4 separate regions of the Sus scrofa genome follow, and regions 2, 3 and 4 are each linked to region 1. A link is a contact called in public Hi-C and promoter capture Hi-C data. All regions are on one chromosome and are shown on one strand. The core of a region is the stretch at or near the end of the contact, and the rest is flanking DNA. Distances in the headings are between cores, read along the strand shown.

What was found. Promoter capture Hi-C pulls out the DNA fragments that hold promoters and counts their contacts. A called contact is a pair of places that touch in the nucleus more often than the background predicts.
Region 2: a promoter capture Hi-C map of liver shows a contact between it and region 1, with 3 times the contacts expected there. The contact joins the promoter of NUTF2 here to the promoter of LOC102161584 in region 1. A contact is called at or near these places in 2 of 5 promoter capture datasets (fetal liver and liver), 3 of 47 Hi-C or Micro-C datasets (liver and skeletal muscle) and 1 of 2 datasets of contacts at active chromatin or transcription factors (alveolar macrophages).
Region 3: a promoter capture Hi-C map of liver shows a contact between it and region 1, with 5 times the contacts expected there. The contact joins the promoter of NFATC3 here to the promoter of LOC102161584 in region 1. A contact is called at or near these places in 1 of 5 promoter capture datasets (liver) and 1 of 2 datasets of contacts at active chromatin or transcription factors (skeletal muscle).
Region 4: a contact with region 1 is called in a Hi-C map of liver, with 3 times the contacts expected there. The contact joins the promoter of DDX28 here to the promoter of LOC102161584 in region 1. A contact is called at or near these places in 1 of 47 Hi-C or Micro-C datasets (liver) and 1 of 2 datasets of contacts at active chromatin or transcription factors (alveolar macrophages).

What each region holds. Positions count from the first base shown.
Region 1 is chr6:28,193,912-28,199,999 of Sscrofa11.1, forward strand. It overlaps LOC102161584 (proline-rich protein HaeIII subfamily 1-like), which reads right to left and starts at 2,871. Exons shown (of 3, transcript XM_021094085.1): 1 at 2,496-2,871. It also overlaps a transcript of CTCF not described here.
Region 2 is chr6:28,467,821-28,473,951 of Sscrofa11.1, forward strand. It overlaps NUTF2 (nuclear transport factor 2), which reads left to right and starts at 1,454. Exons shown (of 5, transcript XM_003126922.5): 1 at 1,454-1,737.
Region 3 is chr6:28,661,546-28,668,013 of Sscrofa11.1, forward strand. It overlaps NFATC3 (nuclear factor of activated T-cells, cytoplasmic 3), which reads left to right and starts at 4,913. Exons shown (of 10, transcript XM_021094122.1): 1 at 4,913-5,401. The coding sequence starts at 5,299.
Region 4 is chr6:28,614,367-28,620,661 of Sscrofa11.1, forward strand. It overlaps DDX28 (probable ATP-dependent RNA helicase DDX28), which reads right to left and starts at 3,077. Exons shown (of 1, transcript XM_003355776.4): 1 at 1,095-3,077. The coding sequence starts at 2,948. The coding sequence ends at 1,326. DUS2 (tRNA-dihydrouridine(20) synthase [NAD(P)+]-like) reads left to right here and starts at 2,984. Exons shown (of 17, transcript XM_005655778.3): 1 at 2,984-3,097; 2 at 4,885-4,961.

The sequences.
Region 1 (6,088 bases), core at 1,621-4,120:
TGTTATCCTAATTACCACAGTAGAAGCATCCTGTTCCTATCGGGTCAGTCTGCCCAGTTTCCTTATACCGTTCCATGGATCTCATCCTGATTTAAGTCAAGCGAGCCCTTCACTCTCCTGTATCACTTCCAATAGCAAATAAAGATGCTCTAGAACCCTTTGGTTTTTTTTTTTTTTTTTTTTTTTTTGGCTTTTTGGCTTTTTGGGGCCACACCTGTGCCACATGGAGGTTCCCAGGCTAGGGGTCCAATCAGACTGTAGCAGTCGGCCTACACCACAGCCACAGCAATGCAGGATCTGAGCCACATCTTCGACCTACACCACAGCCCACAGCAGCGCTGGATCCGAGCCTTGTCTGCAGCCTAAACCACAGCTCACAGCAATGCCCTATCCTTAACCCACTGAGCGAGGCCAGGGATCAAACCCCTAGTTGTTTGTTAATCCCTGAGCCACAAGAGGAACTCCAGCTTATGCAGTTTTAAAACATCTGACTTAGTTGCCAGCACCTGGAGATTTTACACACACACACGCACACGCACAGACACAGACACACACACAAACATCCAGATTTTCTTTAAAAAAACAAAGCAAAAACAAACCCAGATCTGTCAACATTGGGTTAGCATTCTCATAATGGAACAATCAGCTCAATGGAGAAGTGTCCCCTAGATGCTGGGTCCGTTTGTTCCCCGAGATCTAAGGTAAGGAAGTAAAGAATATAGTCCTGAGTTGGATTCCCTTATGGGAACCAAAGCTCTCCTCCCTGAACCATCAGAACATCTTCCAGTCGGTCTTTAGTGAACTTTATTGTCAACTGGCTAGACTCCGCAGGTGCATAGTAAGGGTGGGAGGGCGACCGCATGGTGAGGGGCTGAAGGACTCCGCCCACAGAGAGCGTAATAGTTCTCGGGCAAAGATAAGAAATATACGTTTTAAAACACAGATTTACACCGCGCCAAATACAAAAAGCGCTTTCGGCAAAACACTGCTAGGATCGTGTTAAAGCATAAAGTCTGGCCTTCCGTCGGCCTCTCCGGGATGAAGTGGCCTGGGCACCTAAGAAGCCCTAGCCCTCTTCTGTGATACCCCGTATTAGGAGCCCTCTTGAAGGGCGGAGAGATCCCCAAAGCCACTGGGCAAGGACTGCCCTGCTCGCCGTGACTCGCGGGCGTTGGATCGTTTCTGAGGAGCTGGGAGTGAGAGGGGATCCGCCCGGCCTTAGCGGGTGGCGGGTAGCAGTGCCGCGCTCCTCTCGGAGGGCGGGTCCCGACCGGCTAGGGCGGAGACTGGGGCCGCGCCCCGCCCAAGAGCCGCCTCAGCCCCACAGCCTAGTCCCGCGCGCGCTTCCTCCAAACACCCTCCCTCCCACCCCCGCCCTTACTGATTCAGGGCGGGAGACCGCAGCTAAGGAACCAGGTCAACAGGACCGGGTTCCTGGACCGCCCAGAGGCGACGGCACCTACTCAGGAAGCCCCACCCCGCGGGTGCCCGGACATCGGGTGCCCTCAGAGCCCACGCGGGACGAGTCGAGAGCGCGTGCGGCGTGACGCGACCCGCAGCGCGTCCCGTGACGCCATCGCGCCCGCTTTTGAAAGTTGGCGCCCGGGGCTGCCTCCCATGCTGCCCTGCGCCAACCCCTCCCCTCACCTTTCCTCCCCCGCCCTCCACTAGTCGCCCGGCCGGCCCCCCCCAACCCGTCCCTTCCCTTATCAGCACCCGCGGCCCCGGCAGCGCCGACGCAGGCGCACTGCACCGCGCCGCCGCCATTTTGTGTCCGAGCCTGTGGAGCGATTAAACCGTGCGCGGAGCTGCTTCTTTGGCGGCAGCGGCGGCGGCGGCAGCCCGTGCGGGTGCGCGGAGCTGGCTAGAGACGCCGGGTGGCCGGAGCGGTGGAGCGGCGGCGGAGCGAGCGCTGCGGGGGGTGTGGCGCGGAGGTAAGGGGGCCCCGGGTGGAGGAGGTTTCGCGGGCCGCCTCTAGGTGTCACGATGGGGCCGCTCCGGTCGGCGCTGGCTGCAGCCCGGCGCCAGCGCCGCCGCCGGGGGGTGTTTGTCTCCCTCTACCGTCCCTGCTGCGGCGCGGCCGCCGCCATTGCCCGTCGCCGCCGCGGCCCGGCCGGCTCCCCCCCACCCCCCGCACTCCTCCCGCCCGCTAGGCCTCCCTCTTGACGACGCGCTAGGCCTCTGGCGGCGGCGGCTACAGAGGCCCGCGCGCTGGCGACTCCATTTTCCTTCCTTTGTCTCTGCCCTCGAGGCCGGCTCTTGGCCCGGTGGATCTCCCCGGCCGTGGCCCGCCCTCTGCCCTCCGCCCCTCCCGCGTCGGGTGGCCCCAGCCGAGAGGCGATCTCCGCTCCCCGGCTTCCGCACCGCTTCGCTCTAGAGCCCAGGCCCCCAGTAACCGCGCGTGTAGCCGGGTCTCCGTTTAGTATGGTTGTCGGGCCCTTGCCAGCGCCTCTTGGGCTGCGTATTCTCCAGCCCACCTGGTCCCTGGCACTTACCCGCGCCTTGCGAGTGTCCCCCGCCGCCTGGCTGCTCGGCGGTCGCTCCCAGTCCGCACGTCGCCGCCGCTGGTCTCCGTCTCCACCGAGTGGCGCAGGCGGCGCTGCTGCGGCTGCGAGCAGAGGGACCCCAGAGCTGCCGAGAGCTCCCTCTGCAAGGCTGGCTGAGCTGCTCGCGCCTCGACGCCGCCGGAGCGGGCGGGGGGACGCGCGCTCGCCGCCCCCGCCTGGCCCGGCTGCGCCCCCAAACTAGCTCTTCGCCCTACCCGACTGGCGCGGCCCCCCCATGGTGGGCTGAAAGGGCACGAGTTCGACAACAAGTAGTTTTTCTCGAGGCAGGGTCAGATTCCTCTTGCAGTGATAGCAGCCTGACTGCGCTAAGATCTCAAAGGGATCAAAACTTAATTTCATTCTCAAGTGACGTGACTAATTCGTCAATTCGGGTTTATGGGCTGGCTAAATTGGTTCAGGCTACTCTTGGGTTTTCCTCTTGCTTTAAAATTTAAAACATCCTGACGCTGACTTCGTACAGTTCTTAGTACCTGATGCTTTAGGGCTAGGCGAAGGCAGTTCTGCCCCGGGATTGTGCAACCTGATCTAAAGCGCCAGTAGGGCAGAATGAATTTATTCTTGACTCCACTGGTAATTTGCCCATATGCTGAAATATGAGGGTTGATGTTGTAATTGAATCCTGGGTCAGTAGTTGCAGTTGGTTTATAAATATCTACGCTTAATGTAACTACTCTTTAGTAGCTGACTTCCTTCCTGTAGCCCTGAGTTCAGCAATAAGTAAACATTCACATATGTATAGGCTTCATGCTTTCTTTGAGTTTAGATCGGCTGGGAAAGTTAAAATTTTAAACCCCTTTAGGGGGCAAAAGAGGCTAAACAGGGCATGTGTGTTAAATTCACTCTGTCCTTAAGTCTTCTTGCGTCGTTAAAAAGCTGCTTGTTGAATTATCAGTCTTTTCTTTTTCCTCAGATATTCTGGTACCTTAATACACTGGTGCAGCAGTTGATGTATCAACTTGGGTAGCTTTAGAAAGGGGAAAGTATTGATTAACTTTTGAGGGGGCAGGAAAGCTATATTAAGTTTATGAGGAAATTAAAACAGCCTGGTGCTAATAAGCAAAATTGATTGGTCTACTCTGTGTAATCTCAATCTGTAGAATTTTGCACCAGATGCCTCAACTGGGGAGTCTTTTCAACATTATGTTCCTTCTCCACAATAAAATTGTGCTAAGTAACTAAATGCAATTGGACTGTCATGCTTAGGAATAGAATCATGTTTAATTGACTAATATATTAGGCCATTTGTATAATTTTTGGCATTCTTGTACTTTTCAGTTTTACTTTCTTTTTGAAATTGTGGGTGGCAAGTGGCATGTTTTACTTATTAAAATAAGCTCCGCACAGATTAAAGTCTGCAGTTGAGTTAGGAGGAAATCTTATTTTCCCAAGTTAGCATTGTGCTCCATAGATGATATTTTATTTCTTAATTGATTTGTACCATATATACAGTCACCAGCTTTTTGGTTTTACAGATCATTTCTGTTTTTTTAATGCTGTAGATCTTGTCCACAGAGTTGCTATCCTTTGAGATTTCCTAAATGCCAAGGTCTGTACTTAGTTTTTATTGGAAAACTAAATTTACAGAAAATAAATGGAGGGAGAGTTCCCGTCATGACTCAGTGGTTAACGAATCCGACTAGTAACCATGAGGTTGCAGGTTCAATCCTTGGCCTTGGTCAGTGGGTTAAGGATCCGGTGTTGCTGTGAGCTGTTGCTTGGATCCCAAGTGGCTGTGGCTGTGGCGTAGGCCAACAGCTACAACTCCCATTAGACCCCTAGCTTGGGAACCTCTATATGCCACGGGTGTGGCCCGAAAAAATAAAAAGCAAAGCAAAAAAAAAAAAAAAGAGTAGTTGTAAAAGTTATCTTTAGAGATCCATTCAACCAACTTAAAGTTTAGGAGCTGTAAAAGTTATCCTTAATATGCATTAGGATTTTAATTAGAGTTTTAATATGCATTAGAATTTAGAATTTTGCTTTAAACACCACATGAAAATGAAGGCACCCACCAAGGACTTCTGGGGGCTAGGGGAGTTCCTTGGGCGTGGCAGAAGCAACGGCGTCTAGGGCCCTGAGGAGGACCTGTAGCAGAGCCTTGCAGAGTGGTTGGTGCCTGCTGGCAGAATGCACTTCTAGAGGCTGGTATATTGCTGCAGGGATGTTGCCGGCATAAAATTTACTTCACATTATTTACTTTGTAAGCACTGTTTAGTTTCTTTTAAACCAGAAACCTAGTTGACCATCTGTCTTACCTTATTTACCTATCTTGTTTCAGGTGACTTCGGGCTTTTTTGCCAAAAATTAGGTACCTCTTCAAATAGGTAAAATTTGTCATAATTTAATAGTTTGATTAGGAACATAAAGGTTTACAAGGAATAATGGCAAATAATATATAACTTTGAAGACCATGGTTCACAATTGAATGTGTGGATTCGGCATACCATATGTGTGTGTGTGTGTATATATATATGTTTTCTTTTTGTTTTTTAACATCCCCAGATTTTCTCTAGTTGCTATCTTCAGATCTTACCTGGCAGTACCTTTGTGCATTTTTCCACTTTTGATCTTATTTTTAGTCACCCTTCAGTTTTCAGGGACATTCCTTTTGAGCCATGTTAGTGACAATATATCATCTCCAATACAAAAGTGTTGCTTGGACTAAATTCACTAATTCTCTATGCTATTATAAATTGCCTTTTCAACAGAGAAGATATTTGTTTTTTTCTTTTTTGCTTTTTAGGGCCGCACCTGTGGCATATGGAAGTTTCCAGGCTAGGGGTAGAATCAAAGCTGTGACTGCTGGCCTATGCCACAGTCACAGCAGTGCGGGATCTGAGCTGTGTCTGCAACCTACACCTCAGCTCACAGCAACACTGGATCCTTAACCCACTGAGCGAGTTCAGGGATCAGACCCGAGTCCTCATGGATGCTAGTCGGGTTCATTAACCACTGGGCCACCATGGGAACTCCAAAAAAGACATTTTTTGAGCTTTATCTGATAAAGTATTATATCAGCCTAGTTTTGTGGACTTTAGTTAATTATGACATGGCTTCTCTCTTAGCTGTATCTCATATGCCAAATTATTTAGAAACTCTTGCTCTTTCATTTCATCTGGGAGTTTCTTTCCGCTATCCCCTGCCATGGAGGTAAGTTCCACTGTACCATTGCCTGAAGCTTGATGATTCATTTATTTGTATTTTAGAGAGAAAATTGACCTTAAGATACTTGCAGTATTTCTCTAAAAAAGATATCTCATTGCTGTGCTTCACTGATTTTCTTAAGTCAGTGAAGGCTCTCCCATAGTTATCTTTGGACACTTGTGGTTTAGAGTAACTTAATCAGTGAATCACTGTTTGCTGAAGATAGGAAGTAAACTGTTAAAGGACCATTATTGCATCTATAAGAATTAATTTTTTGGTAGTTTAAATATGTATACATGTGCCATTATTTGGTTGCAGGATCTTAATGGGATACTACTTTAATAATCACAAATCTTTTTTTTTTTTTTTTTTTTTTTTTT
Region 2 (6,131 bases), core at 204-2,703, 270 kb after region 1:
TACTCCTTTCTCTGTTACAGAAAATGCCACTTACCCTGAGGGCTTTCCCTGTGGCTTCGAACTGGAATGACTCAAAAATGTCCCTTTAGATTCTGCTCTTTTCTTGGCTCCTTGGTACTGACATCCCAAGTCTCTGGTGAGGAGGACGGGTGGGGCACAGGTTGTGCCTAGTTACAGAAGGGATTGTATCTCTTGTAGGGTTAGTTCTGGCAAGTTTAATGTGGTAAAAGCCCAGCAGTGCTGTTCCAGGCCAGTTGGGACTGAAACCCTTTGCAAGCAGCTAATGGATCAGTTTCTTAACTGTCCCTGCTCTTCTTCACTAGGAGTGAGGATTTTCCCAGGCTCAACGTGGGTTCTTTAGTGTATCCTTAAGCTCCTGTTTGTTGAAAGGACTTACACTATTTCTGCTTTGGCTTACTTGAGCCTCTCAGCAGCACTCTCAAGACAAGGTGAGGGCCAGATTCTGGCCAGGACTGTCCTGTATTGGATATTGTGAGCGCTCAACCTAGCAGGTATTTCAGCTTCTGGGGAAAGGAAGAAAGCTGAGCAAAGGAGGTCCTAAATACACCACAAGCAGGGCAATGCAGTGTCTCAATGACTGAGTAATAAGACAAGAATCTAGTCAGGCAAAGTTAATACAGATCTGGGATTTAAAAAACAGAAACCTGGCCTAGTCTTACCAGCCATTCCAAGGAGGAAGGGTGGGGGTAGGAGTGAGGATCTGTGAAGGTGTAAAACTCTTCTGGAAGAACTAAGAGTACCGCAAGATCACTGTCCAGGAGAAGCCTTGTAGCTGTTTTACCCCCAGGTTAGCTGCAGAGAATTTTCCCAAAAGGCTTACTTCAAATGTATGTGTTGCCCAGGAAACGACGAAAATGGGCATTGAAAGAAAAGGGAAATGGGTGGGAGAGAGAGATTGCAACTTCATCACTTAAATCATGGGGAAAGTTTGAGCAAACCAGTTATTTCTCTTTTCTTATTAATAAAATGAAACTCAGTTGCCCTGCCTGCTCCAAAATACCCCTTGAGAATGTTTTGTAGACGCTAACTGTAGAAATCTTAAGAGTAATCTTGTCTCTAGTTAAGCCCCACTTGGTATTTGAGTCTCCAGCCCAAGAAAGGCCTCTCCTGCTTGAAATCGGCTTTGGGTCCAACTGGCACTAGGCAGGACGCAAGTACTGGAACAGAAGCTATGGGTTCCACCCCAGCGGGCCTTAGAGCACCGCTCAGAAAGAGTCAAAGGGGTGGCCAGAGCGCCAAAGGGGAGGGGGTTTTGCAGGCGGAAACAGCTCAGGGGCCCAGGGAGGGGCTGCTAGGCCAACTTGGGGCCAGGCCCAGATCTCACGGAGGCAGGGCCAACACTGAACTGCCGCGCAATAGGGGCGGTGCCGGACCGGCTGGGACCTGGCGACAACAGAGCCCTGACCCCAGCCTGGCGCCAAGCTCGAGTTGTTCCAGAGGCTTCCGCTAGACCACAATTCTCAGGGGCTCGCCCCGGCAGCCTCCTTCCCTGACTTAGTATCACCTCCCGCGCTCCGGGCCGTGTCTGGGCCGCAGCGCATAGGACGTCGGGAACTGTAGTTTTCTCCCGGCGCACCTACGCCGGAAAGGAGAATGGGGGGACTCCGTTTCCCAGAGTGCAGCGGAGTGGCAAGGGAAGGCAGGGGGGAAGGGACAGTCCGTCGCAGACCGCGCTAGGTTGCCGCCGCCGCTGCCGCCATCGTGCCAGCCCCTCGGGTGAGTGTTGGGGCTAGCGCTCCGGGGCTGGGGCTGGGCCGCAGGAGCCGCGCTCCGGGTCGCCTGGAGCCTCCGCAGCTAGTCCCGGGGCGGCCCCTCCCCTCCCCTCCTCCCCCCCCCCCCGGCCGCCCGAAGCCGCGCGGGGCCGGGGCCATGTGTCGAGCGCGGCTCCGCCTCCCGCCGGTCCTCTGTGGCGGCGGCCGGGGGAAACACAGAGGGACAGCCAGGAACCTATTTCGGGTGTACTCGTGCGTGTGGCGGGCACACCCGATTGCGCCGGGGCTAGTTTTTTTTTCTGGTCTGGACCACCCAGATGGGGCTCTCTGGGCCCCGCCCTGTCTGGCCTATCTCGGCCTGCCCAAGTCCCGCAAACTCTGCCGGCAGGCTAGCGGGCCGACCCGAGCCCCACGTCCTGCTGCCCCCCTGCCGAGGATCCGGGGATGGGCAAGTGCCATCCGGCCCGCTCCGGAGTCAGCATTGGGTGAGGGCGCCCACCTGCCGCAGCTCTACCCTCACCCAGTTCACAACCATAGTTCAGCTGGAATATGGGTGAACACTCCCTCGCTTGTTTGCCTTCTGAGGGTGCACGAAACCTATTTCCCATTCTGGAACTCAAGCAAAGGTTCTTCTCCCTAGAGGGCAAGATCAGGGAATCTGGAACAGGAGGGGGTTCCACGTGGGACAACACCCCCAGCCAGCCTTGGAGGATCTGGCCCGAAGTGATGAGGCGGCTCCGGACACCCTCAGCCCCTTCCCTGGCCCTTCTCTCTATCGGTGACCAGGCCCCAGCGTCGGTGGGTTGGCCAGCTGTGTTAGTGGAGGGAGGGAGGAAGGAAGCGAGGGAGGTGAGGCTGAATTTTTGAGCCTCCAACACATTGTTAGTTCTCTTGGGCACAGTCTAATCCTTGCATCTTCCCCTCCCAGAGTCAGCTGACCTCCTCCCACAGAGGAGGATGATTCTGTAAGAATGATAACGATAAGTTGGGGCTTAATTGAGGGGAAAGTAGAATCTGGATCTGAGGTCTATGAGCCTAGTGCCAAGCAGGAGGCTGGGCTGCAAGCAACATTGGGCATGGGGCACATTTGGACTCTGGGGCTCAGATTGAAACTCTGTCAGGCACAACATTGTAAATCAACTGTACTTTAATTAAAAAAAGAAAGAGAAAGTGTTAGAGTCTTTTGAAGCCTAGGTGGCAGAACTAGAGCTGGGGGCTGCACAAAGTCAGGCTTCCCTCACTTGCTTGCTCACTTTTCGACAGCTGAGCCACCTGTGAACAGGCAGGAAGCTGGTTGGGCCTGCGGAAATTGCCTGTAATGATGACTCCAGAGACTCCATTGAGTTGCGGGAGAAGGGGAATATCTAGCCATAGAATAGTCTTCTGGCAGGGTTTGTAAAGGCACTCTTGGTTGAGTAGTAAGGGACAAGTCCAGAGAAGACCATGGAATATGGAGAAAACATAGTGTGTCAAACCTTGATTCCTCTGACCCAGTGCAGCTTCTGAGCCACAGCTCTTGCAGGGACTGAAGACGCAGCTGAATCTTTGCAGACCTGGCCTCAGCATTGGAGAATTGAGTTCGGCCCATGATGCAGAAGGCCACCATCCCTGAATTTTTTTATTCCTTGAGTTTTTCCCCAGGTAGTATTTTTCTGGTCATTGAACTCTAGCCTTCAGGTTTTCCTGCAGTCAAATTGCATTCTCTCTGATTAAGGAGGACAGGCAAGGGTCTGTCCAGATTTCCTTACCAGGGCCTGCCTTCCGTCTGAACTCACCTCTCCTTCCACATCTTAGCCCACGTGCAAGTGGAAGTCAGGTTCATTCAGCAGGCTCAGGAGAGGCCTAGTTTGCCAGTGCAGGTGGGCAGCAAGGAGGGACTACCCACTGGACACACATAAGGTCAGTGTGGTTGGCTCTCAGTGCTATAAACAGTTGTTGCAAGATCTTTTTGAGATTGTCTGGGGTGGTTCTTTCTAGGACACTAGTTTCAGGTGAATAAGACTTTATGGCTATGGATTAGTTCACACATTCCAAAACCCCAGGTGACTTGATCACAAGGGTCTTCTTCAAGGTCAAAAAGATCCTGTTCCTTCTCAATGGTTACCCAGGAGTAGGAGGAATTTAGGTCCCTCCCTCTCATTCCAGTCCTTCAAGAAGTTCCTTATAGCTTTTGTCTCTGATCAGCTTGCCATTGCTAGGCATCCTGACCCCCAGAAATCCTTGACCCTTCTGGAATTTGGCATGCCATCTGTGTCTCAGAGATAAGAGGAGAGCTTTGAGGTTCTTTAGAATCAGTCTGCATTCTCTATTCATGTAGGACTGACTTGGGGGGTCGGGCCTGGCATGGGACAGTCAGGATATGGCTGCATAAGCAAGGGGGCAGGCTATAAGGAAGCTGGGTTCTCAGACAACTCAAACCTAGGTCCATTATGGAGTTCCCGTTGTGGCGCAGTGGTTAATGAATCCAACTAGGAACCACGAGGTTGCGGGTTTGATCCCTGGCCTTGCTAAGTGGGTTAACGATCCGGCATTACCGTGAGCTGTGGTGTGGGTCGCAGACGCAGCTCAGATCCTGCGTTGCTGTGGCTCTGGTGTAGGCCAGTGGCTACAGCTCCGATTAGACCCCTAGCCTGGGAACCTCCATATGCCATGGGTGTGGCCCTGGAAATGGCAAAAAGACAAAAAAAAAAAAAACCCAAAATAAAACAAAACAAAAAACTAGGTCTCTTAGTGACATGGAACCCTCTCTCTGAGCCACATTTCACTTTATTCTGCTGTCTTTGCAGTTGGTGAGTTGGGATTGGAAGATTGATTTAAGTGAAAGAATTCTTAAATTTAGAACTGAAAGGCATCTTATGTCAAAAAATTCTAGGAGTTCCCAACGTGGAACGATGGGATCAGCGACATCTTGGAAGCGCTGGGATGAAGGTTCGATACCCGGCCCAGCACAGTGGGTTAAGGATCCAGTGTTGCTGTAGCTGCGACTAGGTTCAGGGTTATGGCTCCGATCTAATCCCTGGCCCAGGAACTCCATATTGCTGTGGGGCAGCCAAAAAAGAAAAAAAAATTTCTGGAAATATTGAGGTATTAGTATCTTGTTTGAATTTTTTTTTTTTTTTTAGGGCCACACCCACAGCTTATGGAAGTTCCCAGGCTAAGGGTTGAATAGCAGCTATACCAATGCCAGGTCCAAGCCATGTCTGCAACCTACACCTCAGCTCACAGGAACACTGGATCCACTGATGAGGCTGGGAAGCAAACCTGCATCCTCATGGATACTAGTCAGGTTTGTTATCACTGAGTCACAACGGGAACTTCTTGCTGAAGATCTGTCTTATTCAGCAGTCATTCTTGGGGTCCTTTGTATATGTCAGGCCCTGGGCTGAGGCTGGAGGTAGAATAATAAATCCTACCAAGTCCTGGTGGTGGGGAATGGAGGAGTCTGATGTGATGTTTCTATTATGTACTGAGGGCTAAGTTGAAAGGACTCAAAAGGGCCTTTTGGCCCTGTGCCAAAGAGGAGTTTCTGAACAATTAGAGCCCTGAAGAACAAAGGCTGTTAGTGGGCCCACTCTCCTCCCCAGTGCCTGGGGAGACCAAAGAGTAAGGCGTACCTTGGGAAATTGGGCACAGGAAAGTCTGGGGTCCCTTGAGTGACTTGAATGCCACCACTGCAGATTGCTGTGGCTGTAGAGTCTAGCAGCTGTCTTCTGTAGCCTGCTCCTCCATCCCCCAGGGGTCTCTGCTGAATGTTATCCCAGTGCCTGAGAACCTCAGCAGCATTTCATGGTCTGTGGCCTTCTCATTGCCTGCCTGAGTTTGTGGCTTCTGCCTCTCATGGAGACCCTCTCAGGTCACCTATTCAAGTGATAACTATCGGGACATCTTCCCAGAGTAAGACACAGAGGCACCCTCCTCAGAGGTGAAAGGGGATAGTCCTTTTGGAGAGAGGGGAGTGGATCCAAAAAGTTTTCCACAGGGATGGACATTGAAAGTTGGGCAGAATTTCTGTCTGCTGGGGTTGAGCAGAACCTCCTTGATGGGTGGGCCTTCCTTCCTTCTCTCCCCTTCCTTCCTTTCCTCCCTCCTTTCTTCCTTCCATGCCTGTGGCACTCAGAAGTTCCTCTGGGCCAGGGATCAAACCTTGCTACAGCAGTGACCCAAGCTACTGCAGTGACAATGCTGGATCCTTAACCTGCTGTGCCACAGGAGGACTCCTGGAACATTTATTTCTTAAAGCCTCAGGTACTCCATTAAAGTTCCTGGGTCTCACCAGGGGAGAAACCGGCCCCCTGGAAGGATGTTCTGTAGAGACATTGGTTCCACTTTACCGAGGTGGTTTAGGCCCAGATCAATGCAAGTTCTCTTTCGTAGGTTGTGAACCTGCTTTGACAGGCT
Region 3 (6,468 bases), core at 3,663-6,162, 470 kb after region 1:
GACGATGAGGATATCTGATACCCCAGTAAGGGTCCAGCCCAGGCAAGTGTGGATTGCTAGGTCTAAATCCCACCTAGCTGGAGCTCAGACCTGTGAGGTACCTGTTCTGGGCAGAGGACATGGGAGACTGCTGGTGACAGCAATTTGGGGCCCTTGCAATTGCCCGCCCACACGGCTCACCACCCCCTTCCCCCCCTCCCGCCTTCCGCCCCCACCATCCCCCTTTGGGCCGGAAGGAAGTGGCAGATTCTCTTTAATTTCCTCTTGGCAGTGAGAAGCAAACAATCGGCTACCACATCTTGTGGGGCCTCCCCCGCTTACTGGGAGGGGCCTTCTGACCTGGCGGGTGTTCTGACCAAAGGTCCCTGCCCAGCACCACCCCTGCTTCCTCAGCTGTAAACAGGCTGCTTCTCCTCCCCTTTGCAAAGCTCTGTGGGGACAGGGGATTCCCCTCTTGGCCAAGGCCGTGCTCCTCCCTTCTCCTCAGGGTCAGGCCCCTGTGCTAGTCCACACCCCTGGCCCTGTTGACCCGAGTCAGGGGTTGGGCCGGTGAGGCCCCTGTCTGCGTCCTGGGCAGCCCCTCCCTGCACCCACACTTGCCCTTCTGCATGCAGATAAGAATACCACGCTAGCACTGCTCGTTGCTTCCCAGAGCCCATTACTTCTGACCTTGGGCAAGTCCTTGCTGGGCCCAAGGGCCCTTCGCTGGGAGTGGAATCGGCTCAAGGCTTCCTGCTTGAGGCTGACTGGAAGATAAATAGACCAGCCCTGCGGTAGAGACTGTAGCTAATGGGGTCACTCCATACCAAGGCTGACCTGACTAACTTCCCAGGCCAGACTAACTTCCAGAGAAGGGCCCCCACCCAGGAGAGAAACCGAGGTTTGGTCCAGTCTCAGCCCTCAAGCTTTAGGCACCATTTATTTCTGATTTTTCAAAAAACTGTTTTAGTCAAAAAGCTGCCTTGGTCTTTCCTGATACTCCACCCAAAACAGGAAAGACGGAGAGGCTCCAGTGGACCCCTTCCATAATCCTGAGCTAGTCAGAGATTGTGGGAGGACCCTGTGTGGGCCAGGTACCAAGTCTTAAGATCCATTTCCGTGGGGGCTTGGGCTCTGTGCTCAGACCTCTTCTCCCACCAGTCTGATTTCCCTGGGGAAGCCCCTTCTCTGGAGGGGTTGGATTCATTTCTGGACTATGGGGAAGGAGAGGTCAGCTGTGAATATAGAGGTTAGAGTGTGGGGACTTTAAGGGCCCAGGAAAAGTAGTGGGGAGAGGGTCAGTCTCAGGGGAGCGAGTGGGGAGGGACTAATATGTGTTCCCTGACTGAGAACGTCTGGAAAAGATCCTGGTTGAATATGTTGCCCCTTAAATGGTCTCACTTTATCCCACCTAACTACCACCTGCCCTGGTGTCAAAGTGACCTGACCAAGACCTGGGACCAACTGGAGGGCCCAGTCAGGACTGAAAGCTCCATTCACTGTTCTCATCATGCCCACCTTAAACTCATGCCACTTAGATGCCAAACCCCTCTCAGGGGTAGTAGCCATCACACTTATCCATCAGTCCAGCCACTTTGATTGACGACTTCCTCTTAGCTTATCACATTCTGGGGACAAATGGTTTAAATATGAGCATGAGAAGGAGGGATAAGGCTGGAGAGGGCTGGCAGGTCTTCCGAAGGCCACAGCAAGCAGATTGGACTTGGTGCAAAGGCAAGCAGGGAATCCCTTGCTCCTGCAGTCCTGCCCGCTCAGTCCTTCCAGGTGTCACTCCTGCTCAGAAGTCTTCCCTGGCTCTCCAGTGCCCTCTGGATCAAGTCCAAACTCCTTGGCCTAGCATTTGAGGACAGAGTGCTGACCGTGTATTCTCAGTGCCATGTGCTGACTCCAGCAATCTACTTTCTTCACTTGTAGTTGGCTGGCATTATTGCCTCTGCACAGATAGGGAGCTGCTCATTGGCAGTCCTTGTGTCCCCTTTGGTCAGTCTGGATGTTGGGGTGGGGAGCGGGCACAGAAGAAAAATCAAATAAGAGCTCGTGGGGTGGGGGTGGGAGGGGGAATGTGTGGTGTGGAGAGAAAGAGCTTTTCTAAACTCTGACTTTCCTCCAAGGCTTCTATTCCCCCTAATGTGGAACTAGGGGGGCTGGACTGAGCTTAACTAGACCATCCCATGGCTCAGAGGCCACAGGAGAGCCTTCAGTCATGGGGGCTCAGAGCCAAGCTTGTGAAGCTTATGAAAGAGATGGTTTTCCCTCAACTTAGGCCTGGCTGGCATTCACACAGGAGGGAGAGGGGCTGGACAGAAATGCACGCAGCCTGTGTCCACCTGCCTGGCCCAGTCTGGGCGACTCTCTATTAAAATGGGTCTCTGGGCCTCCTGGCTTCGCAGGGTTCTCAGAGGGCTGGAGGTGGGTCATATGGTCTCCTGCCATCTCAGAAAGCTTTGGAGCTGGCCTGAGGAAGAGCTTCTGAGGGAGGTCTTGGCCTTAGCTAAGGAAAGGGAATGGGGAGTGTGTGTATGATGTGTGTATATTGATTCGTCACAGCTTGCAGAGTTCTCAGCCATTGCTGCCTTTCTCACAAAGGTGGTGACATTCTTGCTGCAGTTGGTGCCCACCCCTGCCCCAGCCCTTATCACTCCAGGTTAGGGTTCTCAGTTTCCTCCAGAGCAGAAACCTTCCCCAAGTCATGGCCCCTTTTATGTGTTCTCCAGGTGCACGGTGGCTTGGAACACAGAGGCATTGCTGACCATTTAATGAATGGGTGGGTTTTTCAAGCCATCTGTAGTTTCTGTAGCCCCTTCCCAGTGCTGGGGTGGACCTTTCTATGGTCAGTCTTCCTCTTGCCTTTCCCCTCAGTTGGCTGAGCCCCTGGTTCAGGTAAAGTCATATCTGGAAGCAGAAGGCACATTTTCTCTCTCCAGATGACAACCTGGGAGGTATTATGGGGAGGTTGGGGGAACACATCCTGAAACTGCATTGTTTTATGAGGAGGAGGATGTGAACTGGTGAAGCTTCTGGGGCCTTTTACTATATTAAGGGTCATGTTACATATAGACCAGCCATCTCCCTGGGCAGAAGTTTGCAGTTAGTGTGGCGTTGGGGCTCTAAATTCCACACTTAGGTCTTCAAAGTTGAGATCCTGTGAAGGCAGGACAGCTTATTGGAAGGATATTTCACCTACTTAATGCCATTCGCTCTCTCTCCTTGACTACTGTTACCTTCTGCTTCTATCCTCTCCACTCAATTCAGTGATTCGTTCAGAATTCTGAACATGGAAGTCTGCTGCTCTAAACCCTTTCATGGCTCCCCACTGCCCTCAGGAATAAGTCCAGATACCTTGGAGTGGCATGCAGCACTCTGGCCATTCATCTGGTCTTACCTTTGCTTTCTGTTCACTGCATATACTTTCTGGTCTCTGAGTCTTTGGATATCTGTTCTCTGCAGGGAACCATTGTACTCCTTGTCCATCTCTCCAAATACCTCCTAGACTCTTGGGAAGCCTGCAGCCAGGGGGATTATGTACCTTCTCTGAGCTCTTGGCACAGCCCTAATCTCTGCACAGTGATTATAGCTTTGCTGGCCTCCCCTCCCTGATGCCTGAAGGGAGATTAATTTATCTGTGTCCCCAGGACCAGCACAGGTATGAGTACAGAGAACAGGGCAGGAAAAGTTTTATGACCTCAGGGATGAGCCAATCCACGATAAACGTCTCAAGTGCTCTCTCTGCATGATCCCAGTCCTCCTGACCTTAGGCCTAGTTGGGCTCTCCTCAGGGTCCCCTGGTAGCTCAGGTTGCCAGTCCACATATTGAGACATCTCTGCACTCTTCTCCAGGGCCTTTGGGATATGTTTGGGCTCTTGCACCTACACGCAAGCTTCTGAGCCACAGCACCCTGGTTACTCTGGCAGTGCACTTTTAAGGATGCTATGCCCCTCCGGGCCTGGAGCTAGGGGAGTTGGTCTCTGCCACCTCTCCCTGCTCTCGGTCCACCTTGTGCCTAAGTAAACAAGCCAGGCTCTGCGTCCCTGGGCATGGCCTCCACCCCAAGCCCCAGGAGGAGACGTCTTGGATCGTCTCAAGGGAAGACACGCCCGCTGGGGAGAGGCCGAGAGTGAAAACTGTTCTTCAGACAGTGTAATTTCCTCCCCACTAACGCGGTTCGACCAGCACGATCTCTCTGACTTCCGTGGATGTGCGACAAGATGCAGAAGACACGGAGCGCCTTGGGTGGTGCGAGTTCACCACAGGCTTTCCCATTCAGTCTGCCTGACTTCCAGCACGGGACAGACCTTGCTCATGGGGCTTTGCCGAGGCCTCGAACGCGCCGACTGTCCTGGAGGGAGCAGCTGCCAGGTTGGGTGGTGGGGACAGACAAAGACTCATCCAGCGGAGCAATGGCCCCGCCCCCCAGGGGTGGGTCTGTAGCGATGGATAGCTCAGACTTGAGACTCGCGCAACCCAGGTCTCCTCTGGCTCCGCCCCACCTTAGGTGGAAGCTCGATCCAGTCCCTGCCTTCTTCAGATTCCGCCATTGAGCTTGGGGTGAGGGTATGTGACATCCACGTACCCTCCCGGGCGCTGATACCTTCCCCAAACCCAGTCAGCAAGAATAACCCTACAGTTGCTCGTCAATGGAACCATAATCCCAAGGCTCTTGTGCTCCTTCCACGACATGGGGTCTGCCCAATAAGGAAAGGGATCTTCTCCGATTGGCTGGTGGTGGGCCCCTCAATCCAATTACGTTTTGGACCCCATACCGCGGTGCCGGGTCCTATTTCAGAAATAGTTGAAAGAATACAGGCCAAACTACAAGTCCCAAGAGGTAGCAGGGCTAGCTAGCGCTCCTTAGTCACGTGACTTCCTTCTGCGGGACTGAGTCACGCGGTAGGGCAGTGAGAGGGCGGGGCCGTCGGGCTAGCCCGCGAGGCCGGTGGCCTATGGGCTGCCAGGTCAGATGGGCGCTCGGTAGGGGGCGGGGCCGGGCGCGCGGCAAGGCGCGGGAGCGCGCCGGTGGTGGTGGCGGCGGCGGCTGTGGGGGGGGCGGGGAATATCGTCTAAGGCGACCGTGCCAGCTTGGGCACCGACGACTGGCGGTGACGGGGGTTCCTAGGGTGTTTCGGCCCGCGGCCAGTATTAGAGTTCGGAACGAAACGCTCGGCGTCGCGGTCCCCGCCCGGAAAGTTTGCTGTGGAGCTGCGACCTCCTGGCCGGCGCGGCCCGGCATGAAGCGGCGCTGAGGAGCCGCCGCCGCTGCCGCCGCCTGAGGAGGAGCCGCAGCACCCTGGGCCACGCCGATGACTACTGCAAATTGTGGCGCCCCCGACGAGCTCGACTTTAAACTCGTCTTTGGCGAGGACGGGGCGTCGGCGCCGCCACCCCCGGGCTCGCGGCCTGCAGGTGGGTGCCGGGCGGGGCGAGACCGCAGAGCGTCTACTCTTCTCGCTCTCATGAGCTCGTCCCCTCCCTATTCCTTTGGTTGTCCCAGGTCTGGTTGTCGTGTGTGTGTGTGTGTGTTGCTGAGGAGGCGTGTAGGTCGCAGCGACGTGGAAGTGGCCGCAGCTTGGCTGGAAGCAAACTGGAGGGGAACTCGACTCCGGGACGCTGTGGCCCCTGGACGCCCGGGGTTTGGAGTCTGAGGGTCCGGGCTGCTGCCCAAGTGGCGTCTGGTTGTCGCTGCTTTGCCAGCGTGGTGCGGAGGAAATGTCCCTATGAAGTGTAAGCAGGCTTGGTTTTTCGTCTATTCTAGGTTTTAAAAACAATCTTTATTTGAACGATGCGCATTCTGGAAGTGTAGGAGTTCTCTAAAATTCCAGCACATGTCTGTTTAAATCTACTTTGGTAGGAGAGTAATGCCTTAGTGTTAACGTCGACTTGTGCAAGTTTAATATGGCCCACATTTAATTCGAGCTGTAACTATAACGGGACTTTTCTGAAAACGATTTCTTTTCTTGAGCAAAGTGTTTCAGAAAATTTTAAGAAGTGGAGTACCTTGTTCGTAAATCTCCTAGAAAGTTCTGGAAGTACATTTTTATTTTGAGAAAAAGCTCACCTCACAAGATGTTTTAAAGGAGATCATGAATTGTGAAGAGTGGACACCATAATGCTTGGAGGTCAGACCAATCAGGAAATAGAAACAGGATGGCTGGGGACTTGGAGCTCTCCTGTGACCTGGTTTGGAATACTGTGGTTCATTAAGTTCAGTTTTCCTATTGCATTTGCAGGCGAATTTCAGAAGGAAGGTGGATATGTCTAATCTCCATTTATTCTTTCCGGGTATTAAGCGAATTACTTCATGTTGATATTGATGCTCAACAGACTGTTCTGTAGGGTTGCACTAAAAAACACATCTGAATGTATGGCATAAGGAAGTATTTGTATTATCAGTCCTGTTAGTATTTATATGTTAAATGTCTTTTTCAACGTAATAGTTTATGGTAGTAGTTATTTCTCGGTTGCGTTTATTT
Region 4 (6,295 bases), core at 1,827-4,326, 420 kb after region 1:
AATATTAAAAACTTCACTAGGGAGTTCCTGTCGTGGCTCAGTGGTTAACGAATCCAACTAGGAATCATGAGGTTGCAGGTCCGATCCCTGGCCTTGCTCAGTGGGTTAAGGATCCGGCGTTGCTGTGAGCTGTGGTGTGGGCTGCAGACGCGGCTCAGATCCCGAGTTGCTGTCGCTGTGGTGTAGGCTGGCAGCTACAGCTCTGATTCTACCCCTAGCCTGGAAACCTCCGTATGCCACAGGAGCGGCCCAAGAACTGGCAAAAAGACAAAAACAAAAAAACAAACTGCACTAGGCATAGATGTAAAGAGGGAATATTCAAGGCAAAGAGAGATGTAGTTATTCTGTGCATGAAACATATGTGACAAAAGCTAGCATGGTGGTTAAAAAACACAACCTTTAGGACAGACAGACCAGATTCTATCCTACTTGTGTGATTTTGAGCAAGTTCTTTTGTTCTTCTGTTTCTTTATATGCAAAGAGCTATGATTGTACATGTAGCACAATATTCTTTTTTGGTAAAGGTTGTTCTGGGTCCATTTCTGTTCTCTGCAACTTAATCCTTCTCAGTGTGCAAGTGGTTTTAAGTTGTTTTGTGAAATAGTACATTTGACTTTCATCTGTTCATTATTTAGGCAAAGCTTATATAATGCTGCAGAGACTAAAACCTAAGAGATAGTGAGAGGAGGCCATAAGCTTATTTTGCCAGTTTTGTAAAAAAGTTTAATCTTCTCTCCTCCTCTGCCACCAAGAGATGAGAAAGAAGGGAGAGCTGGAAATGCACACCTAGCAATACCCCGTGTCAGTCTGCCAGTACTTCCCAGACAGATTTCACCGAAAGTGCCTAAGCTTGCCATTGTTGGTGAAGAAGATGTTTCTCTACTGCTAGTCACATCCCATTCTCCTCTTAATGGTTTAGTGGATGTTTTGGGGGCAGGAAATAAAATCTAAACTAAAACATCAATTCAAAGAACCTTTATCTTAGGGGTGGAGGTTTGGAGTGTAAATCTTCTCAGAATACAACAAATTCTGCCCCAGTGGAAACTATCACCAAGGGATGCCTACAAAAACATCACTATTGTTAGAAATCATGATGTAATACAAAGCCAAAATCGACTTTATTTTTCACATGAAAGACCACAGACAGCCACGCTCAGCAGTTCACCTTTCAGTGCTGGCCAGGAGCTTTATCTTCTGAAGCCAGAGAGCAGCCCAGGCCTTCAGGAAGGGGAGCAGGCTGTCCAGAGCGATGACTAGTGTGCTCACCTACCCAACACACACAGGTAAAGATCCCTGTTTTGGCATCATACTAAAGCCGGCTGTAATCAGGTTTGCTGAGGCAAAGGCTCTCTCACTGAGGACCCTAGTCCTGGAAGGCTTCTCCTCCGGCGGGCTGCCAGCTCAATCTTCTGAACCAGGCTCACATCCCAAGGGTGGGTCACAAAGCTGATGACAGTGCCTGGCACCTTGCTTCCCACACGGCCCACCCTCCCTGCTCTGTGGATGTAGTCTTGCAGGGTAAGAGGGAAATCATAATTGATAACTAGCTCCACCTGGGTGCTGTCCAGGCCCCGAGAGGCGATGTCTGTGCAGAGAAGTATGTCTTGGGAGCCCCTCTGGAAGGACTGGAAGATACCTGCCCTCATTGAGGCTGGCATTTGTCCCTGAAGTCTTAAGTGTTGGATTTTGTGGTCATCCAGAATATATCCCAACCAGTTCACAGTACTGGAGCTATTACAGAACACCAGAACAGTTCCTGCGGACCCAGTCCTATATGCTCTGTCATGCTGCTTGAGGATCTGCACCAACTCAGTCACCTTCTCTGCCCCCTTCAGCCTCATGAATGTCTGTTTGACATGAGGCATGATGCAGTGGAGCTTGGAACTGGTGATGGTGGTTAGAGAGTCTAAGCAGGCAGCTTTACTCAGCAGCTGGCTTACACCTTCAGGAAATGTGGCCCCTACCAGCACTAACTGAGCTTTGGGATTGAAGGGGTCTTTTAAGTCAGCTGGGCCTTCTGCTATGTGGCTCTTCTCCAAGATGTAGTCCACCAGTTCCAGAAAGCTTTCATCCAATAGTGTGTCTGCCTCATCCAACACCAAGAAGGAGAGCTGCTCCAGGCTGATCAGCTGACTTTTCAGGCCCTTCCACAGAGCCCCCGGAGTGGCCACTAGTACATCTGCTGGAGGCTGTTTGGATAGTTGCAGTCTGATCCTACTCATGCCATGGCCTCCCCCTAACTCCCGCACCTGGAGGCCCAAGGAGCTGCCCAAGGGCTGGGCCACGGCCCGTACCTGTTCAGCTAATTCTCGAGAAGGCACAAGAACCAGGCCTCGAGGAGCAGGGATACGACAGGAGTCCAGGCTTGGCTGGCCCAAGAGCCGCTGAAGCAGAGGTAGCATGTAGCCAAGAGTCTTGCCACTGCCGGTCTCCGCAGCGCAGAGGATGTGGCGGCCACCAAGTAGAGGGGGAATGGTACTTGACTGAACGGTTGTGGGCCGAACGACTTCGGGAGCAGCCTCTTGCAGTGCGCTCAGCACGCGGGGCTCCAGACCCAGATCGGCAAAGCTGTCCTTGGACGAGAGGTTCCGCAACGCTGGGGCCTCCTGTTGCTTGCGCTCGATTGAGAAGTGGTCCTGGCGGGCGCGCCGATTCTTCCAGCCACGTGAAGCGAGTGGTGCGGGCTCCCAACGGCCCAGCGTGAGACGCGCGGGCTGGTTCAACTCCGGCCGCCGCGCCGAGATCAGCAGCTGGCCAGGTCTCACCAAGACCGGCCGCGGGGGGCCCTGCTGCCCCCTCTGCCGCTGTTCCTGACGCCGTTGTAGAGCCCGCGGAATGCGCACCACTGGCAGGGGCTCGTCGGGACCGCGGACCGTTAGATCCCGTCGAGGCGCCAGATGCAACCGAGTCACGAGCGATAACAGCCGAAGCTGACGTGCTAGAGCCATGGTCCCCGTGTTGCCGGAGAGGCGCAATGCAGTGACGTCACAGATGCGCCAAGGCTTTGAGGACGGTGGCTGACGCGGCTCAGTAAAGCGTGCGGAATAGGCGAACTGTGAGGAGCGAGGAAAGATCTGTAGAGTTCAGCAGCTGTAAGGTCTGTAGGCCCAAACCGGGGGTGGTGACGTCCGGGCTCGGGCCAACCGTGGGGAGAGGTGCACGATTGAGGCAGTACTGGGGTTCGGCGTTACGAGGCGATGAGGTCCTGGCATTACGAACCAGGAGGGCGGAGGACTTCTGGCGGTATGATGTCCGATCCCTGCGATTCTTCTCTGTCGCCTTCAGAGCTCCTGTGATATCTTGTCCAGTTATGGTCTCCCTTCTGTAAACTCCTAGGGTGCGGCGATGTTTTCCCAGATGTGGTCTCCGTGTAAGGTCTTTTAATACAAGTAGTTAGTGAGAGTTTGAATGAATGATCAGGCCAGGGGACCTAGATTAACTCTTTTCCACCAGGCCCTTGGAGAGCTGAGGGCCCAGAGAGCAATCTGATGGCCTTCAGAGTATCCTCTCTTCAGTCTTTATTTCAAGAGAACTCATTTCTTCATACTTTTCCCCTTCCTCTTCAGCGGTGGTTCACTCTCCACTCCTTTGTCACCCTTTCCAACTTCTCATCAAGAACCCACTACTTCTTCAGTTAGCTCGCTCACCTCCACTGGCTTCCCACTCACCTTACCTAAATTACTTGACTAGTAGTGAACCATGTACTGCTACCAGTATGTGGTTTGTCTCACAAAGCCATGGTCAGACAAAATATTTTACTTAAATTTAGTTGTTCAGGTTGCAAAAAAGCCCTACACTGTTGGTACTTGAACAGATCCAGAAAATGGGTGTCTGATCATTTCTGTAGTCTTCAGTGCCTGGGGTAAAAAGATAAGGTAAATGTAGATAAAGCATCTGGGTGGTTCCTAACTTCTGGAGAATGAGTTGTAGTATCATCAAATACCATTATAAATACTATTAAATTTCAGATAGCGTTTTGACGCACAATTAAATTTTCTGGAGAGTTACCTGTTAAACCAGCAGAGGAGAAGTTTTGGGTGAACAAGATCATTGGATAGAGCAGTGGCTCTTGACTGAGGGTAATTTTGCCCCCACCTTTCCCCTAAGACATTTGATAATGGCTGGAGACATTTTTGTCACATCTGGGGAGGTGCTATAGGCTCTTCCTTTGGATAGAGTCCAGGATGCTGCTAAATAATGATCAGGACAGCTCCTTCCAAAAAAAGAATTATCTGGCTCAAAATGTCAATAGCGTGCTGTTGAGAAACTTTGGGTAGAGGATGAGGACTGAAGAGAGGCTGAGGTTACCACATGTGCTTTCATTTCAGGTAGTGACATTTGCCAGACTCTTGTGTGGTCCTGCTCATTCTGTAGCAGGCATATTTATGCTGTTGCTTATCATGGCTTTGGGATCAGGAAACCTCAGGAAGGCCCTGCAAGTCATAAACACAGGAAGGAGTGATTCAAGAGGGTGATGCTGGAGAAGAGAACTTTAGGGAGAGTTGTCCTCATGTGTTTGGGGAATGTGCCGGATGGCAAAGAGATGAGGTATGCTGTGGGGATGTACCATTCTAAAAAAGCAGACTGGGTCTGATGCGTGACAGGGAGTCAGATTCTGAAAGATGGCTGTAGCAACTAAAATTGTGCAAATCTGTCTTGAGAGTGCTGGGGTTTTCTGTCATTGAAAGGTTCATATACAGGCTGATTACCACTGATGGTGATATGCTAAAGGGAGTTCATATAAAGGATGCTCCAAGATGTGATTCCACACTGCTTTTATGATTTTTCTAGGAACTCAGAGCTCCCTGTTCCTTAGCTGAAGAGCTCCTTGGATGTCTGCTCTGACAGATTTTATCCATTGATGTGTGCCACTGTTTTTTTCAGATAGTAAACAAAGAATTGCTTTGCACCAAGCCAGAACAGACACATTGAAGGAATTATCTGAAAAAAATAATACATAGGTATGTATTTACATTTGACTTTTGTCCAGATATTTGGGACAGAGTAGCTCATTAGTGGCTGCTTTCTCATGCTTGAGCCCTTATAATGGGATTACCTCAAAAATATCACAGGGATGGGAGTCTAAGTCTGTCTCTGTCTCTGTCCATGGGCCCTAGATTCTTCTTGTGATTTCTTTAGATACTGGTAAGGCCCCTCTCTTTTCCTCTTGCTCACAGCAAACACTGAGTAACTTATAGTTGCTATTGAGATATATATTTTATAGCATAGTGCTTTAGAAATAAGGCAGGCTTACTTATTGTGGAAAAAAGTGTAAGCTTCTGGGTGTAACAATCTCATTTGGTAATATTTTGCAAGGGCTGCCATGGTAACTTATGTTGCCTGGTTACTCCCTAAGTTTATTTTAATTTTTATTTATTTTTTTATTAAAGTATAGTTGATTTTACTCTCTAAGTTTTATTTTTATTTTTAGGGCTGCATCCGCAGCATGTGGAAGTTCCCCGGGTAGGGGTTGAATCAGAGCTGCAGCTGCCAGCCACAGCCACAGCCACAGCAACAACAATGCCAAATCCGAGCTGCATCTTCGACCTATACCACAGCTCACAGTGACCCCAGATCCTTAACCCACTGAGTGAGGCCAGGGATTGAACCCACAACCTCATGGTTACTAGTCAGATTTGTTTCCTCTGCACCACAGTGGGAACTCCTGTTTTGTACAAACTTAGTAGAAGATGCCCTTAAGACATCTGAGTGTTTTTTTTTTTTTTTAAATCTTTTGAGGGCCGCACCTGTGGCATATGGAAGTTCCCAGGCTAGGGGTTAAATCAGAGCTGTAGCTACTGGCCTATGCCACAGCCACAGGAACGCCAGATACAAGCTTTGTCTTCGACCTACATCACAGCTCACTGAAATGCTGGATCCTGAGCAAGGCCAGGGATCGAACATACTGTATTAATTATTTGTTATGCTTCTTTTTTTCTCTTTGCCTGTTTCCCCACTGGAGTGAAAGCTCTACCAGAGCAGGACTTTTTGTCTGTTTTGTTTTCTTTTTCTTTTTTTGTGTGTTGTTTATCTCTTTAGGGCTGCACCAGCAGCATATGGAGGTTCCCAGGCTAGGGGCCGAATTGGAGCTACAGCTGCCAGTCTGCATCATATCCACAGCAACTCGGGATCTGAGCTATGTCTGCCACCTACATCATGGCTCATGGCAATGCCGGATCCTTAACCCACTGAGCAAGGCCAGGGATCGAACCTGCAACCTCATGGATACTAGTCGGGTTTGTTAACCACTGAGCCACAACAGGAACTCCTGTTTTGTTTTCTAATGTATCTTGAA